Regions from separate parts of the Macaca fascicularis genome. Here region 1 is linked to region 2. Evidence: chromatin contacts called from public Hi-C data. All regions are on one chromosome and are shown on one strand. Each heading gives the region's core, a stretch centred on a gene start, on an enhancer-like site or on the middle of the called end of the contact. The rest is flanking DNA. Distances are from core to core; before and after follow the strand shown. Region 1 holds the start of COX18 (cytochrome c oxidase assembly factor COX18). Region 2 holds the start of ANKRD17 (ankyrin repeat domain 17).

Evidence for each region. A called contact is a pair of places that touch in the nucleus more often than the background predicts.
Region 1: a Hi-C map of liver shows a contact between it and region 2, with 2.3 times the contacts expected there. The contact joins the promoter of COX18 here to the promoter of ANKRD17 in region 2. A contact is called at or near these places in 2 of 2 Hi-C or Micro-C datasets (liver and skeletal muscle).

What each region holds. Positions count from the first base shown.
Region 1 is chr5:60,913,499-60,917,627 of T2T-MFA8v1.1, reverse strand. It overlaps COX18 (cytochrome c oxidase assembly factor COX18), which reads right to left and starts at 1,627. Exons shown (of 5, transcript XM_074039889.1): 1 at 1,143-1,627. The coding sequence starts at 1,327.
Region 2 is chr5:60,725,882-60,729,835 of T2T-MFA8v1.1, reverse strand. ANKRD17 (ankyrin repeat domain 17) reads right to left here and starts at 2,057. Exons shown (of 33, transcript XM_045392508.3): 1 at 1,492-2,057. The coding sequence starts at 1,896. LOC141410304 (a long non-coding RNA gene) reads left to right here and starts at 2,383. Exons shown (of 2, transcript XR_012434879.1): 1 at 2,383-3,925.

The DNA of each region.
Region 1 (4,129 bases), core at 378-2,877, 190 kb before region 2:
AAAGATCTTTATTCACAATAACTCAGAATTTTTCACATTATTCCCTCGAGTCATTTAAAAATGTAGTTTACTGATCATGTCAAGAAACCTTAAGTCTAAGCACAAGATGTTAATTTGCTTAAAATGTCCTCAGTCACAACCAAATTCACAATGTATACTTATCCATGTGATCCTGGGTAAGTAACTTAACCTCTAAAATCAGGTTCCCTCACATAAAATATATAACAGCACCTACTTCACAGGGTTATAAGTATTAGATGAGAACTGCACCCTGAGCTTTACTGTTCCATCTTTAGATTTCCTAGTAATGTAAGCGGAGAAAACAGCTGTCTGTTAAGAACCTTCCACTGCGATAGCCACAAATCAAAAACAAAAATAGCATTTATTCCTGCCCTGTGTTCATTCTTCCTGTAAAATGGCTCACTGCCTTAATGTTGCTGCTGATTCCGTTCCTGTTTTGTTTCCGGTTTTTTTCCCCCATGCTCACAACTTGAAAACATGAAAGCCACTATTTTTGAAATATCCCATTTGAATAATCAAGCACTTGAACCCGTATTATCTGACCTGCTCTGATAATGTTGTGAAGTAGGCAAGGAAGGTACTGCTATCCTTATTCCTCAGAAAAAAGGATTCAGCAGTAAAAGTTCAAGTGACTGCGACCGACCAGACACAGTCTTAGTCGGGCCTGGACAGGAATCAAGTTCGCAAACTGTTAGTCCAGTAGTTTCTTCCTAATAAAAAAGATCAGCTGGAATACTTTGGGACGAAAGACGCTGCAGACATACTGGCTGTTAAAACTTTTAAGACATGAATTTTATAGGTTTCGCCAACACAATTTCTTCTGCGACTGATTTCTTTGACTCCGTTTCCCGAGAGCAAGTATAGTAACCACTTGTGCTTGGAGTACAAATCCAGTAGGACAAACGAAATGACAGGTACATGTATCACAAAATATTTAACACACCTAATGCTAGTTAAATTATTTTTAACGCTAAAATGGTCACAATGAAATGGTCACGATGATTAAGCATTAAGCACTGCAGCAGGCAACATCGTGGGATCGAAAACCCTGAGTGAATGTCGGCCTTCCTACGCCGCAGGTGTTGCAGCGCAGGGTACGCGCACGGCTCGGCGCCCCTCACCTTGGCCAGGATGTAGTGCTGGTAGGCGGCCAAAGGCAGCGTGACAGCACCCCGCAGGGCCACGGTGGAGAGCAGAATGCTGCCCCACCAGGGCAGGCCCGTGGTGGCCTGCACGCCGAGCAGTACTTCTTCCGCAACCCGCACCGGCGAAGACGCGGCCAGGGCCTCGTACCAGCCGTTCGCATGGACTGCACAGACTGGTGCCACTGCCCACACTGAGAGAGTGGGGCGTTTGGCGCCGCTCGTAGGAACCGGCGCAAGCGCCGGGTCCCTAGCCCGCAGCTGCAGGGCAGGGAGCGGCCGCAGCCACCGACCGCCGAGTCGGCACAGCATTTCTGCACCACGGCAGAGCCCGGAACCCGGGCTTCACAATCCTGCCGACATACACCAGCCAGCCAAAGCTGTTAACGCGCACGCTTCTGCAACAGCGGGCATAAAGCGCGGGCGTATCCGCCTGCAGCCGCGATTGACCTTCCCAGTCAAGCCGGTGACGTCTTGCGTCGCAGTTGATATGACGCAAGAGATAGGAAGGTCCCGCCTTTCCCACGCGGCACTGGGCAGGCCTACTGCGCACACGCGAAACTTCCCTCTGCTAGGGTGGTTACTCCGAGGCCGGACCAAAACTGCAGACATGGGTGGAGCCTGCTGCCCTCCGCGGGGCTGGGTGTTCTCTAGGGAGCGCTCGCCTTGCAAAGTTCATCTTCACCGTGTAACTTACCATTCTTTTTCACTAACGCTAATCGTCATTTGTAGGGGAATTATCTTTGCTCGGTGTTTTTTTTTTGTGACCAGAAGCTGATCCCCAACCTTTTTACGTGCACCTGATTGCTTCCGCTAGCGATTACGATAGGTTATAATACGCGAGTCACACGTTGCTAAAGTGCCGGCTTGTAGAGAGACGCATGTTTCTTGCTGACCCTGAGTGTTAATAAGCATACTTAAAGCACGAGGGGTAGTTCAGTCTCTTGTAGATTTAATTGACCCATCTGTTCCAGTTAGTATTTTGAACACCACCTGCAAACTGAATTTCTTCGATGTTTTGTCTTCCATGGTAAATAGCAGCAAAATCTTACAGTAAGATAAAAGTGTCGTCTCTTCATTTAAGGGAAACTGTCACTGGCAGTTCACTGGCAGTACGGTGAATTCCTCACTGGAGTTTACTTGTATCCTATATAAGCTTTAGAGAGCCCGAACAGCAGCATTGGCTGTCTTCTGGTTAAAAGGAATACGTTGAATCTACATGAACTATATAGTTTTTACTTTTGTGTTCTTGGAAACAACAAAATGGAATGTCGTGGAGGAGTTTCCCCACCGAAGGGTCACCCCTAGACTACATACCAAAATATGTTGTGAGGAGTAAACCTTGATTTTATTTATTTATTTAGGAAAAGAAGCCTCCAACAAATGTTGGGTAATGTCAAACGGCAGCTATCGTTTGCCCTTCACTGTGCACCTAACCAAGGGTACCCTACGATAACTTTCTCAGGATTCTGGAATTCATGTGCTTTCCAAACTGACTGATATATCTATACATGAATTTTTAAATTCTTAAAGTCTTAAGCAAGACTCCCATCTCTTAAAAAAAAAAAAAAAAAAAAAAAAAAAAAGCTGTAAGCTGTTCATTTCCTAAGATTTAATTTTGTGGAGTTGTATCAGGGGTCAGAAATGAGACTTTAGTGTGGGAACACATTTTTTGCTATGTATTGTGTTCATATATTACATTCTTATTTTAAAGTATTTCCTTAAGTTTGAATATTGTGATCTAAATAAAATTTGTGAATATTTAGTTTCTGCTAATTTCATATATTTGTATAAACACATTTCTTAATCCATATAATAGGGATGACCAGAACTTGCTATCTACTTGGTAGAGGATGTTGGGGGAAGTATTTGTCAATTTTAAAGCCCAATGCAAAAGAAAGTGTTACTACTAATGTATAGGCACTGTTTATACAACATTGTGATTATCTTGTATCTTTTGTTTCAGAGTACAGTATAAAATGATCTACAACTATTGAGTGAACCAACTGAAATCGTTTGTCAATCCTCTTTGCAAATGAACTTGTTCAATGTATTAAAACATTTTTAAAAGTTCAACATTTATAATTAGCTTATTCCAGTCTTTGATATCAGTGTTATGTCAGTTAATTTCTCAACTTTAAATTCCTTAAGAAGAGACTATGTATTACATTTTCTTTCTGCAGTCTCTGTAATTCTTAACTATCATGGTGCCAAACACAGGAATGGAGCTTGCTATGGACTGAATGTTTTTGTCCTCCCCAGATTCTTTTCTGAAACCCAAAGGTGATGATATTTGGAGGTAGGGCCTTTGGGAGGTAATTGGTCTTAAAGGTAGAGCTCTCGAATTGGGTAAGTGCCCTCATAAGAAGAAACAAGGCTGGGCATGGTGGTTTACGCCTGTAAATCCCTGTGCTTTGGGAGGCTGCGTGGGGAGGATCACATGAACCTAGGAGTTTGAGGTTGCAGTGAGCTATGATCACGCCACTGCACTCCAGCCTGGGTGACAGAGCAAGATCCTGTCTCTTAAAAAAAACAAAAACAAAAACAAAAGCAACAAAAAAAAGGAAAAGACAAAAGCAAGATGACCTTTTTCTGCCCTACATGAAGAAATTGAAAAGGAGACAGCCATCTGCAAACCAGAGAGAAGGCCCTCAACAGAAAACATAAAGACGGGCATGTTGATGTTAGACATCTTAGCTTTCAGAACTGTGAGAAATACATTCTGTTAATCTCCTCAGTCAATAGTATTTTTGTTGTAGTGGCCTGAATTAAGTGCTAATTTGATTATGGAGTATCATTATCATGTAATCATTTAGGCTTCTCATTTCCCAAATATGCCTTCTGAAATGTTTGTCAAACTAAATGACTATAGCTTACTAGGGTATATATAAAACAACAACAAAACACCTTTAAGAAATAAACTATTTGTTAGTGATCCCTTAGAATCATATTAAGATTTCAGTTTT
Region 2 (3,954 bases), core at 808-3,307:
ATCCAAGTAGGCCAATATAAGTCTATCAATATAAACCTATTCTCAGAATCCAACAGGCTAAAAGGGAATAGAAACAAGGAGGGGCATATTTTTGTCATGCATACTTGAACACTTAATATCTCTACCTACGTAACTTCATCCAGTCTGAGATAAAAGAGAGTCTGGTCTTCTACAAATAGACATGTGTCAAATCCTTTAAAAGGTACTTCCCTATTTCAACAGAGACCAGGATTCAATAAATCCAATGTTCAGAAAACCAGACTTGCATCAAAATAAGTTCCATGTTTGTGGAAGAGAATAAATAGTGTTAGTTCTAGACGAATCAGTTGGTCTCCTCTTAGAACTAAGTTTAAAATCAGTCTTCAAAGCTGTTTTCCCTCTGCTGATAAAGATTTCCCTCTCCAGATAAAGATTTTTCTAGATTCTATTTCAGGAAGGAGACAAGAGAGTGATAAAAGAGCTAATAACTAGTAAAGCTAACTCAGTTGGTTGTCAGTATGGTATGTTTTACTGAGCCTTTGGGTTGTAAGGGCTTCTATGAGGAATAAGGTCCTGCAACGCCGCCTGTCTGTGGACCCAAGAAAAATTACAAAGTTATTATGAAACCAGATCACTAGGACAAACCGAGAGGCCTTCCTATTCCAACTCACCACAACCAGGCCTGGCTCCAAAGCCGACTCTTTGGCTGTCCCATAGTATGGGACAACAGGTCCTAGCTTAATTCTAATTCACTAACGAGACATTTGAAGACATGTATGTACGTGTAAGGATCAAATATATTTTTCATCCACTTACAAATGTATATGGTCATTTATAATTATTTAGAGTTACTGATAAATGTATACAAATACAGCATCAGCTCATCGAAAATCCTTGGAAGATCGAGGAAGTGAAGTTACTTCAGCAGCCAGGATAGTTACGAAAAACCCTGCAGAACAGTATGGAAAAGTACAGCTTCTCACGTGTCCCTCACATACACAAACACTTAGCTCTGAGTCCATTACAACCTTACGTCCCCCTCAAACTGCTCCCCTCCATCTCACAGCTGGGAGAAGTTGAACAACCTCCTAGTTGGTCCCCAAGAGACTCATCTACCTATTATTTTACTCCTCCCGCTTTGATCCCGATCCCGTCCCAGACTAAGGTGGCCCTACTGGCCCCAGGCAGATCACCCCCCCCCCCCACCCCCCGGCGTGCAAACTGGGAATCTAACCAATTCCCTCCATCCTTAACCATGTGAGCCATGCCATGATAACAGGCTGTTCACCAACTCTGTGAACTCCGTGGTCCTCCCACCCCCACGTGTCAGCTACCCTCCCCCACATTCCCACACCTCACGATTTAGGCCGAGGGAAGAAAGGGGGCAGTCGAAAGCCTGGCCCCTAAGAGATCAACCCACTGGAATCTGTCCCACTGAAAGTCCCCTCCCACCTTCGGCCCCTATCCCTTACAGTCCCTTCCTCCCTCCTTCCTTGGAAACCAGGCCCTTGCCTCAGAAACCTCCTCTTCCTCGTCGTCGTCGTCCTCTTCTTCCTCGCTGTTGTTACTGCTGGTGCCGCCGCCGCCACCTCCGCCTCCACCGCCGCCTCCACCGCCGCCTCCACCGCCGCCGCTGTTGTCGCTGTCGCTGCTGCTTTCGCTGCTGCTAGGGGGTCGGCAAGTCCGGTTACGCTTGGCCTTGTGGTGCTGCTGCTGCTGCGGCTTCTTCTTCAGGAGCAGGTCGCAGACTCGCACCATCCCACGAGGAGACGAGGCCGAGCGAGCTCCGCTGCTGCCGCCAACGCCGCCGCCGACCTCCGCCGCCGCGGGGGGGCCCGCCACAGCCGCCACCGCCGGGGGGCTCCCTTCTCCTTCTGCAGCCGTCGCCGCCGCCACCGGAACCGTCGCCTTCTCCATCCCCAGGGAAAGAGGGAGGGCGCGGACGGGGGAGGGGCGTGGGGGCTACGCTCTACCGCGACTTCGGCCGCACTGGGGCCGACACAGCAATCGGTGCCGTCTCCGCCGCCACCGCCTCGGTCACCTCTACTGCCGCCGCCGCCGCCGCTCCGCCAGCTCTCACCTCGTCTCGCGATACTAAGGGCGGGGAGCCTGACGATGGGAGGGAGGGAGAGGGAGGGAGCAAGGGAAGGGGGTGAGGCGTTTAAGAGGGATACCGGGTGTCGGGAGAACCAGAGAAGAGGAGACTAGAAAGCCGGGGAAGTGTGCCTGGGGCACGTTCCGAAGGGGAACGGCGGGGACAGATAAGGGGGGCGCGATTGCAGCCGGAGCGCCCGCGAGCTCCCGGATTTCTTCTCTTTCCTCTCTATTTCCCGCACACACAGCCCTGCAGCCCTCCCTTCTTCCTTCCTGGCTTGTGATTAGAACGCAGCCGCAGGCGGAAGTGCAGTGACGCCATCAGCCGTCGCCTGAGCCGTGGGGCGCGGGCGGCCGAAAGGCGAAAGTGAGATTTCGAGGGCCGGGTCTGGGGCCCCGCGGGCGCGCTGTGCTACGATGTGTGGGGAGTACGGGGAGGCTGGAGAGGAGCCGGCCCCGGGCAGTGTGAGGTGCGGAAGCGCGGTCCAGACACTTTGTTGACGGGAGGCCAGTCAGCCAGATCCGGGAGGTGGGGCCTCGTTCTGGACTGCTGTACGTAGTTTTATTCCTGGTCGTTTTTTTCGACCGCCAAATCTAGAGATAAAGCTTTGGATCATGAGAGATGGCGTCGTGTTGGGAAAAGAGCCTTCGTTACCTAAGTTTAAGCTTGGCTCATAGACATCCTCTACGAGTTTACACGTGTGTAATATGAAGGCAGTCGATTAGGAGATGTCTAAGATCATTACACCTCAAGTTTACGAGGGGAGGAAGACACGGGAAGGATGCGTGGTCTGTGCCAGACTTTGTAGACGATTCTCTGAATGACCCTGATTTAGCTCTTCTGGCCCTCTTAGATTCAACTTGGAAGCAGGCATAAATAATGATTATTGTCAGTATGCTTCTCTCGGAAGGAATATTGTGATGGGGGTTGTGGGTTCATTTTTAGGTGTCTAAAGAACTTTCAGGACTTTTGAAATGATAGTGGAGCCCATTGAACTCAGAATTATCCCTTTCTGGTCTAGTGGGAGTATAGTGGCATAAGGAAAATGAAGCAAACATCAAAGACAGATGTACTGGCACAAGATTAAAAGTATGTCTCAGCTGACATAGTTGCCATTTTAAGACTGCTAAGTTTAGCTGAATATGCCTGGATTTTTTTTTTTTTTTTAGCATTTTTTTCTTTTTAGCATTGGCATACCATATGAAATGTGGGCAGTTGCCAGTACTCTACAGAGTACCATGGCAGAATTGGCAATGACTAAATCAATTCATTCAAACAAAAATTCATCATGTGCCTACTGTGTGCATAATTTGTGGAATCAAAGTCTCTGTTTCCAGGGGCTTTACAGTGTAATAACTGCTATAGTAAATATATATGCAGAGTGGTAACCATCTGCCTATTCCTCTCCTACAGTCGTTGCTGAGTCCAGTGTAGAACAAAGCACTGCATTGTGTATCTCACCACTACTGATTTAGATTTTATAATTTCAGCTGCATCCCTCCCTCCTGCTTTGTATATTCTTCAGCATCTTTTTCTCCCTTTCCACTTGAATACTTTTTGCAGTCTTTAAATCCCAGCCCATTTCATTATATGACTTTTAACTTAGAACTTCACAGTTTTCCAAGTGCTAGAAATTTCCTGAGATTTCCTTTTCTCCAGTATCTAGGAATGAGAAACTCACTGTTAATATGTGAGATTAACGCTTCATACATATTCTAGTTCCAATACCCCTCTTTCTCATCCAGTAATTATCTTTTCTGTTGTCAACCTTCTACAAATTCTGGTTCCTTAACTAATTCTTCTGTAGCTTTCAGTTGTTTCCTTCACAAGCAAACTTTCTTTCCTTAAAAAGTATTCTATACTCAGGAGGCTGAAGCAGG